Linked DNA regions of Mus musculus: region 1 is linked to region 2. The links are chromatin contacts, called in public promoter capture Hi-C maps. All regions are on one chromosome and are shown on one strand. Each heading gives the region's core, a stretch centred on a gene start, on an enhancer-like site or on the middle of the called end of the contact. The rest is flanking DNA. Distances are from core to core; before and after follow the strand shown.

Region 1 (5,158 bases), core at 2,414-4,913, 2.8 Mb before region 2:
ACTCTGCAGCAGGTGATTGCTACTGTCTAGTGAATAAACACATTAACTCCGCTAAGGGCACCAAATCCTGCACCATACAGACGAGGTCACAGCCAGGGCTTCATGCACACCAGGTACACACTACTACCTGAGCATCCATAGCCCTGCCCTATATTCTCTACAACTGTGCTCCTGCTCTCTTACTCTGGCTCCACGTTAAAAGAACACTGGCCTGGTAAGGAGCACACCAACCTGCCACGAGGGAATCTGAGAGCTAAGAGCCCCGCTGACCCTGGATCACTCACCATGCACATGAGACTGTTGGAAGCTCTTCCCAGGGGCAAAGTGGAAGTTTCCAGCCACCTGTAGGGGACATTTCCTCTCATTCTCCGCATCACCAACAGGCCTGACTCACCCAGCTGTCTCGCTTTGCTCCCTCCGGGTACCTTGTTGACCTCCAAGAAGCCGTACACCTGGCAGCCTTCATTCTTCTGCTCCTGCATCTTCTGGCTGAAGCCCTCTCGCCGACACTGCTCAATGGTGTCCGGGTTCTTGAAGGCCCAGCCTCGACGGCGATAGGCCTCCCGCACATCTTCACAACTGTTACAGCACCTGTTGAGAAGTCACGAAGGGATGAGAGCCCAGCCACGGTGCCCTGGGGGAATAGCCAAAAGCTATTCTGCGCACTGCAGAAGGTGGTGTGAATGTTCTTAGCGCCAATTAACCACACACATAAAAACGGCTATAAAAGCCAACTGTCAGCCACATGTAACAGTATTATTTTTCCCCCTCTTCTTTCTGAAAAGTACATCTCTCTAGACCTGTTGAGTCAGTCTTTCAGGGGTTGGGGCTGTGAAGTCGCACAGTGGTTGGCACATAGTGGAGGTGTAATAATGTAGCTTTGGCCCTGTACGTCAGGGCTTTACATATAACATACACTTAACTTTGGCAAGGAGGGTGTTATTATCCCTACATAGAGAAGCAATGTGGCTCAGATTGAAGACAAGGACTGGACGCCTGGCAGCTGGTTCTCTAGGCTGAAGAGCAGGCCCCCTAGGTGTGCAGTTGCCAGCGGGCCTGCTGGCTAACTGTTATCACTTGCATCAGGATGAATAGTGAGGAATATAATGCCTCTACCATCTCAGGTCTCACTCCCCATGCCCTGTGGCGTGGCTCACTTGATGTCTTCTGACTCAGCGCCGTAGCAGCTCTCACAGCGATTGGGGTCCAAGGAGTTGGGGTCAAACACTGTCACCTCGACTTTCCCAAGCTCTGGGCAGGGCAGGGGCAAAAGCACAGCATGAAGCAGACACAGTGACATCCACGGCCACAGCTCCCTCCCACATAAGTCCCTGGGCTGGGGAAAACCAGCCACATACATGATGGTCAGGTGTTAAGGCCATTACATATACTCAGTATCAGAAAACAGCAGTAAACACTAAGAGTCAGTTGGTACAGGCAAGTTCCTGTTGCCCTGTTCCATCCCCTTAGACTCTGAGACTGGGATAGTAGCCCATACCTTTAACCCTAGCACTTGCGAGACAGAGGCAAGAGGATCTGTGAGTTCTACACAGTGAGATGGGCTGAGGGTAACAGAGACAGCAACTTAGGGAAACTGCTCAAAGTGTACACTCTATACCAGGTCTTTTAGAAAGATTACTTATGGGCTGGAGATATGGCTCAGTGGTTAAGAGCACCAACTGCTCTTCCAAAGGTCCTGAGTTCAAATCCCAGCAACCACATGGTGGCTCACAACCATCTGTAATGAGGTCTGATGCCCTCTTCTGGTGTGTCTGAAGACAGCTACAGTGTGTACTTAACAATAAATAAAACCTTCAAGAACAGCCTGGTCTACAGAGTGAGTTCTAGGACAGCCAGGGCTACACAGAAAAACCCTGTCTCGAAAATACAAACAAACAAACAAACAAACAAACAAAAAAACAATAAATAAAATCTTTAAAAAAAGATTACTTATGGGTTGTGTACTGATTATATATTACTGATTCCCCCAACTCAGGATGAGGTTTCCCATGGTAAAATGTCATATTTTAGAATGCACTTAATACATCTAAGACACAGAACATTATAGCTTAACTGATACTGCCTTAAACATTCTCAGAATACTTACCCAGCCAACAGCTGGGCAAACCATCTGACATGAAGACTAGTTCCTAACAAAGCACCGAGTACCTCCAATGACTGAGTCCTCTACGCAAAGTGAAGACCTGAATGGTTGTACAGGCGTGCTTTCAAACCATCTCCAAGTCAGAGTGTTGTAAGCTGAGACCCATCTGTATTGCATCCAGCCCTGCATCATGCTCACAAACTGCAAGACAATGCTAGATCCGAACCCAGGCAACTCTACTCGAGAATTTAAGCTCTTAATCTTAGGATACTCGCACTGCAACGGGGGACAGTACTCTAGCCAATGAGGTGGACAAGCAAACTTCCTTTACCTAAGGAAGACCCATGTTCAAGCTTGAGAAACGATAACCGAGCAAAGTGTCTTGCTCTTAACCACTGGGCCCTCTCTCCAGCCCCTAAGGTATTCTACTCAATGTTCCAATACCAGAAGCATGGATTCAACTGACTCTTGATTTTTAATAGTTGTAGAACCCTAAGCAAGCCAGCTGACTTCTGTCTACGGTGTCACTGAGCCTGCAACGGCCCATGTGTGGAAGGCAGGCATGTCCAGCTGTAGGATCGGAGACCTGTCCCCCTCCCCTGGTTACCGTGCCGTTCAGCCTCTGAGCTCACGGGGACGCCATCCTTGTCTAGTCGTTTCTTGAACAGGTTGTGTTCCACATCCAGCTGCTGCTCCCCGGCCACGTCCATGGCATCGATGCTCAAGTCTGGAAACAGAGAGGCAAGCTAAGGCGCTACGACACCAGGGACCCGGAGAGCTGAGCTTTGATGGGAAAGATGTATCTTGAGGAAGAAATGGACTCGGGGAATGAGGATGGCCTGGCATTCACTCTGGGATCTAAGGCCAGAGGTGTAAATCTGGAAGCCCACCCTACGTCCAGGAGTCCAACTCCCCACTCACAATCGGGTACTCACAGGCACAAGGCATGTGCGGGAAAAGAACATCGATGTTGATCTTCAGTTTATCCCCCCGAGACTTGTCCACGTAGAGCTCAGGATGCACCTAGAGCATGTCTACCTCAGTCAGATTCGCCCCTATGCCTCTCCTCGCCTCTCCTCCCCTCTCCCACCTTTAAGGGTCCTGCCCTTAGAATGCCAGGCCCCGCCCACGCTCTAGGCCACGCCCCTCACCTCCGTAGTGAGATAATACTGCAACTCCGATAGGAAAAGCAGGAGCATGAGAAGGCCACTGACGATGGTCACTGCAGGGCGAGAGCGAGATTTGGAACGGCCTATATCCCACCCCTCAGCCCCTTAGCAGGCCACGGAGGGTCCGGGAGCCCGGGCCGAACGCGAGGACAGCTCCCTCCTTGCAACCCTGCCCGCGCCGAGACCTACCCGTGGCACCCCCGCAGGTCTTGACCCGGAAGTCCTCCAGAGTCTTAGGGTAGGCATCGAACTGCTTCAGCTTCCCCAGCGCCTCCATGGGGACCGGCCGGAAAGGGGACACCAGCCGGCCCGCCCCTCCAGCCTCCCGCTTCCGGCCTGGACCCGGGGTCACGCCCCTCGCTGTCTTGCGCAGGCGTAGCGGTGCGTAAGTGGGGCTCCACCCCCTCACCTGCCTCCTCAAAGGCAGTCTAGCTTGTGGACATTGTCACGCCTCCTCGCGCGGATTGGGCAGTGCTCCGAGAGGGGCGGGCTGGGAGCACAGAGGGCGGTGCTTGGGTGCGGAGTGACAGCACCTGTGGTAAGTGCCTCTCCTTGGACCTTTGGATCTCTTAGGACAGCGCTTCCAACTTGACCCCGCCAGAGCCACCGCAGCGTTAATTAGAATTGGTTCCAAACCGGGGTGGGCGCACTCTTTAATCCCAGCACTCAGAAGACAGAGTCAAGCGGATGTCTGTGAGTTCGAGTTCAGCCTGGGTTACAAAGAGAGTTCCAAGACAGCCAGGGATGTTACGCAAAGAAACCCTGGCTTGAAAAATTACAAAAGAAAAAAGAAAGAAAGAAATCGGTTCCAAGGAAATCATTGGTTCCCTCATTAGAAAGTCAAAAGTGGCTCCAAGGTGTTTCCAATGCGGTTAAGGCATGAGAATCTCTGCAGGGGGAAGTGGGTATTAACTGGCTTGCAAGGTGAAGGCATTTGCTGCCAATTCTGAGTTCTATACCCAGGACCCACATGGTGGAAAAAAACTGATTCTTGCAAAATGTCCTCTGACCTCCATATGAATGCCGTGGCGTGCCCTTGACTACACTCACAAAAAAGTAAATATAATCTATAAGTTATTTTTAAAAGAGAGTGGGTGTTAACTTTGCTTTTTTTTTCAAGCTTAAACTGATCAATAGTGGAACCCAGTTCTGGACTTCAGAGTACCCTGGGTTCTTAAACAGCGTCCAAGTGCTAATCCCAGTGTGGGTCAATAAATAAAATAAAGACGTTCGCTGATTCCACCCCTCCAGGACAAGGCTATGGAGTGGAGATTAAACAAACCCTTATTTGCTTTCTGTTGTAACCCATTAGCTCTAGACAGCTTAATACCGCTATAAAGACTAAAACAAAGTGCTCAATAGTTTTGTTTTAAGAAAGTGTCTTTCTGCTGCTCTGGCTGACCAGGAACACCTGGACTCCTGCCTCAGCCTCTTAGCGTCTCATGGGAGGTTTCTGTTTTGAAGATTTATTAACTATTTTTATGTGTGTCTACATGTGTTTATGTGTACCAGATGATAGTACGGGGCATTGGATCCCTGAAATCTGGACTTATGGGCAGTTCTGAGTCACCCAATGTGTGCTGGGAACTGAACCAGGGTCCCCTGAAAGAGCAGCCAGCAACCATGCTGTGCTCAGTCTCCATGCTTGAGCTTAAAGGTCTTGACGTAGAACTCTTGCTTCAGATAATAAATCCCACTTTAGGAATCTATTTTATGCTGTTGAATTCAATTTCCTGTCAACCTAAAGAGGTTTTGTTGTTGTTGTTTTGTTTGTTTGTTTGTTTTTGTTTTTTTCTCTGTAGACCAGGCTGGCTTCGAACTCAGAAATTCGCCTGCCTCTGCCTCCCAAGTGCTGGGATTAAAGGCGTGCGCCACCACGCCCGGC
Region 2 (5,173 bases), core at 933-3,432:
GCCTGGGACATTCTTTGCAAAGCTGGTTTGTTTGTTTGTGTTTTGTCTGTCAGTCCGTCCCAGCTATGATGCCCAGTTACTGCCAATCACCATCCCGTCACCTTGCTACCCTCACAGCATTTAGCAGCACCAGGCAGGTTTCCTGGAATGAGAGTGGGCCCACGAGGGTGGGACCATGACCCTCTGACAGTCATATACCTAGTTCCTGGCAGTCACTGGACATTCAAATATTTGCTGAATGAAGAAACGTACACCAGAAATACATATTGCTAACTTATAAACTCTTAAAAGCTCTGTACAGGGCAGGAATTTCCCTGTGCAGTGCTATAAATGCCACCTTACTAAACTCTCTATGAACAAGAAAGGGTGTGACTTCCTGGCTTCACATTCGCCTTATTCTGAATGTGATAAAGGAGAAAAAGGATTTCAACATCCCACTTTAGGGATTTACCCCTCTTCATGATTCATACTGAAGTCTGTGGCCACAGAAACCAGGGAAAGCTTTGAATCTGCTTTTCCCCTAAACAGAGCCAAATATCGAACTTAGGCTCCTGGGTACGCTCAAGCAAGTGCTCCACAAAAGGGGTTACAATCCGCAAAACCTTGAACATTTTTACCTGATTTCTGGGGTTATAAACAAGGAACCTAATTTAAAAAAAAAAAAAAAAAAGTCAGCCGTCTGCTAACAGGACAGACTCCTTTCATGAATTAACCTGGCCCTGTTTAGAGAAAACCAACATCAAATAACTTAAGCAAGAATTTTCCTTCAGTAGAGTCAAATGTCACAAGCTTTTTCTCTGAGTCTTTCTTGTCATTCACTACCACGATGGAATTAATTTTATCTTCTGAGGCAGCAATGTACAAGACCACCCAGGAAAATTCACTTTCGACTTTTGTTCTCATTTCTTGGCAAACAGAATTTGAGGTGAACTTCTCTTAGAAAATCTGACCTTCAAAAACTTAATTCTGTGGTTGATAAACAGAAGTCAGCTAGTGACTCATCCTTCAGGCACAGGTATATTACCTCCACTCTCATCCACAAAGAGACTTAATTCTAGTCAGCTTCATGATAGTGACCCTTTATCTGTAAGGAGCTGTGTGGAGTGGGAGGGGGATACAGACAGGCAGGGCCAGAGGTGTTTTTAAACGGTAACCCAGGGACCACCTCCATTATAAACACAGGACTGTTTGTGAGACTATAGATTCCTGAGCATGGCCTAAGGTATTGCAATCTTTGGGAGTGATGCTCAGGAAACTATTTAAACATGCCTCCCCACCAACAACCCAAGATCCCCGTGCACAGTGGGGTTTAAGAACCAATCGGATAAAAGCACTTTAGGAGAGACAGATTTTGACAGAAAAGGCAGGAGAAGGGCAGGGCCTGGGGATGGGATGATGGGCATGGGATGCCCTGGTACAGCAGCAATCAAGCGGGATGCGCTATGGGAACCGCTGAGGGTGCAGGTAAGGACAAGGCTCGGGCTGGTGCGAGCAAGGTGGCACCCGCAGACTGGTTAGGCTGATGGGTATGTGGAGAGCTGGGTATGAACGTGAGGAGGAGGAGCGAAGGCAGAAATAACGGGGGCCTCTCGGGAGGAGACAAAGCCTGGAGGGGAAGAAATGGGAAATAGGGGTGACAAGGGGCGGGAACGAAAGCTGAAATGAGAACCGTGAAGGCATGAGCCGAAGTCTTCCTTCCAAGCGGCACCTCCCCTAAAACTCCAGGCCCTGACAAGCCTAGATGCCATGCCAAGGCTAGAGAAAGGGACTTTGTAGAGGCCGACCCAGTCAAGGGTAACCCGAGCAGGGGTTCTGGAGGAGGCTGGGAACCAGGCATGGGGCGCTGGAAGGTCCTGGGCTATCCAGGGGGGCCCTGCTCCAGCTCCGGTTCCCGGAGTCTCCTTCACTCACCATCGCCGCCGCCATCTTGGATCCACGTGTCGGCGTGATGACGTCAGCGGAAGTGGTGCTTCTGTGGTTACGGAGTGTAGCTCCACTAAGGGGACTCCTGGCTTCAGATTCTTCTGTAGTCGCAGTAGTGAGGAGGTAAAAGAAGCTTAATTTCTCCTTGGCAGATTGGCCTTGGCAGTGAGGTCTCTGACTAGGTGAAGAGAACGTACGGTGTAACTATTGGAGCCATATTGACTTCTGGCAGACCCGCTCCTCCGCCTACTCCTTTTGCATTGTGGGTAATGGGGGTGTGTGGAAATAGGCGCGCTCCCTGGATGCTTTCTTTAGTATTGGCAGAAAGAGTCGTTGCCAGGGTTACCCGGGACCTTAATTGTGAAACGGAAAGCATGGTAAACCCTCTCTGACAGCTTCTGATTTAGAGTAATTTGTAATTATATGTTTAAATATTTATTTGACTATAATATAGTCTTACTAATCGGCCGTAATAACTATGAAGGTAGGACTCTGTCTTTCCCTTACACTGCGTTTTTGTCGTCAGTGAAATGGGGCAGAGATTTCTAGATTTTTTTTTTTTTTTTTTTTTTTTGGTTTTCCGAGACAGGCTGGCCTCGAACTCAGAAATCCGCCTGCCTCTGCCTCCCGAGTGCTGGGATTAAAGGCGTGCGCCACCACGCCCAGCTCTAGATTATTTTTATAATTGGCTTATGTTAAGTATCCACTGACACAATCATATAAAGTATTCAATAAATAATTGTCATTATATAACGTATGTACATTCCTTCACACATATGGTAGGTGTCCCAAACAATATGCTTTGTTAAATGAGTGAATGAAAAGCAGAACACTTAGTGAAAGGAGACATTTTTCAATGTGGACTTCTCCATTCTAACTGGCTTAATGTATGACTTGAAGCAAGTCACTTAACCATCTTAAACTTAACTTTCCAGTATTGACTTAAAAGGGTCTGGGGAGGACTCAAAGGATCATAATGGAGAAAGACTGTTTGGTTCATATATACCACTGTAAAGTGTACAAAGAGCCAGTGCGGTCTTCTTAGATGGATCCAAAAAGCTGTTAAGAGAGTAGTAATGAGTTCTGAGGATATAGTTAATTTAGCAGATAGCCTGCCTAATCTTTAGCACTGGGACTTGTAATCCCCAAACTCAGAAGGTCCAGCAAGAAGAGTTCATGGTTATCCTGGGACATGTGAGACCTTGCCTCAGTCATCATCGTTACTATCATCTTTATCATTATCCGTGTTCAGTGGCTCACACTGGTAATTTTTGCGCTCAGGATGCTGAGGAAGGAAGGCATGGTGAGTTCAAGACCATCCTGAGCCATAAAGAGAGCCACGGGCTAAACAGAAAACTCAGCATTGCTTAAGTACTGTGCCAAAACTGGTCTTAAGATTTTTAGTTATCTCTTCTGCACCTTGGCAAGGAACAGCTGAGCTCTGACCACCACTGTGGTCAGTACTGATTACTACCGTGGTGGATTTTTTTCTGCATAAATGTCTACTAACAAGCCTCTCCTTCTTGCATGTTATGAGCATACTGGTTCTCCTGTCAAAAGGTGAATTTTTTTCTCTTGTTGAATGCTGGGGTTAAGTTACTTGCTTTGACCAAATAGAGTGAATTATAAGTGTCTTCCACTTCTGTGTCTAGGCTGTAAGAGGCTTGAAGCTTCTCCTTCCTCCCAAGGATATAAATATGGCTGGGTGTCCTGCTGCATAGACAGGTCTATGTCATTCCTCACAGAGTTCTAGAAACCCCACCTGACAGTTACACATATAAAGGAAATAAGTTTGTGCAGTTCAAACCTAGCAAGCTACTAACTAAATATAGAACATGTGAATATCCTTATTGATATTTGGAACAAAAGAACTACTTGGTTGAGCCTAGTTGATTTAGTATTGGGTTGGATTGTTATGAGTGCTGAAAAACAAACCCATAAATGCCTGGGACCAACACACCATCCCAAAGAGCAGATATATTCCCAAGAGGCACAGAGCTAGAGAAGCAGGATGGATTTACTAGATAGTCTTGTAGTAATTCTGAATTGCAGACTTGTGGCCAGTTCTACTGCAACTTAAGTCCTGGAAGTTTCTTACCACTATGTCTGGTTAAAGAGTAATACTGATGGGGCTGGAGACATGACTCAGCAGTTAAGACCATTGGAAGATCCTCTTCTAGAATATCAGAGTTTGAGTCCCAGCATCAACATGGCTGCGCACAACAGTCTGTAACTCCAATTTCCAGGGGGTTTGATGCCCTCTTATGGCCTCTGTAGGGACCAGGTATGTGAATGATGCGTAGCCATATATACAGCAAAATACCCCTACACATAATATAAAAGAAGATATTTATATTGATAAGGAAATATATATATTTGAGACAGGGTTTTGCTGTGTAACCCTGGCTGTCTTGGAATTCACTCTGTAGACCAGGCTAGCCTCAAATTCAGAGATCCACCTGCCTTTGCCTCCTAAGTGCTGGGATTAAAGATGTGTGCCACCACTGCCCAGCTCCAAGATGGTCATTTTTAAAAAAATTTATTATGTACAGTATTCTGCCTGCATGTCAGAAGAGGGTGCTGAGATCATGTTACAGATGGTTGTGAGCCACCATGTGGTTGCTGGGAATTGAACTCAGGACCTTGGAAGAGCAGTCAGTGTGTTCAACCTCTGAGCCATCTCTCCATCCCAAAGATTGTCATTTTTAAATGTTGTTACATATATTTATTTACTTAGTGTGTGTGTAGGGGGGTGTTGAGTGTGTACATATGATCATATGCCTTGTTGCACATACAGACTTTGTAGGAGTTGATCCTCTTCTTCTACAGTGTGGGCCCCAGGGTTTGAACTCAAATCTTGAGGCTTGGCTGTATGCATCTTTACTCACTGAGCCATCTTGTCAGCTCAGTATCATAGATTACCCTTCACAGCAGGTAGCATCTATTGCTGTTACACTATAACCAGCACAAAAATATATGATTGTTTTAAAACTTTCCTCCTGTTGCATACAGTTGCTCAAGCCCCTGATGAGCCATGACAGGCCTTCATTATTTCAGTTTCATCTTTTATTGCGTTCTATGCTAAAGTCGTTCCTCCATTTCACAATCTCCATTTCAGCTTCCCTAGTTCTGGGATCACAGGCATGCACTGCCACACCCAGCATTCTCCTATATATTTCTCATGAATGTGAACAAGTTCTAAGTCTATGTTGATATTAGAACACTATCTGGAAAGGGTATGACATCAAGC

Evidence for each region. Promoter capture Hi-C pulls out the DNA fragments that hold promoters and counts their contacts.
Region 1: a contact with region 2 is called in a promoter capture Hi-C map of pre-B cells, with 4 times the contacts expected there. The contact joins the promoter of Ergic3 here to the promoter of Tm9sf4 in region 2. A contact is called at or near these places in 1 of 39 promoter capture datasets (pre-B cells) and 1 of 9 other capture datasets (adipose tissue).

The regions. Positions count from the first base shown.
Region 1 is chr2:156,006,533-156,011,690 of GRCm38.p6, reverse strand. It overlaps Ergic3 (ERGIC and golgi 3), which reads right to left and starts at 3,663. Exons shown (of 13, transcript NM_025516.5): 1 at 3,463-3,663; 2 at 3,256-3,326; 3 at 3,040-3,127; 4 at 2,712-2,831; 5 at 1,158-1,251; 6 at 426-591; 7 at 285-342. The coding sequence starts at 3,550. It also overlaps a transcript of 6430550D23Rik not described here.
Region 2 is chr2:153,158,310-153,163,482 of GRCm38.p6, reverse strand. Tm9sf4 (transmembrane 9 superfamily protein member 4) reads right to left here and starts at 2,182. Exons shown (of 18, transcript NM_133847.3): 1 at 1,912-2,182. The coding sequence starts at 1,926.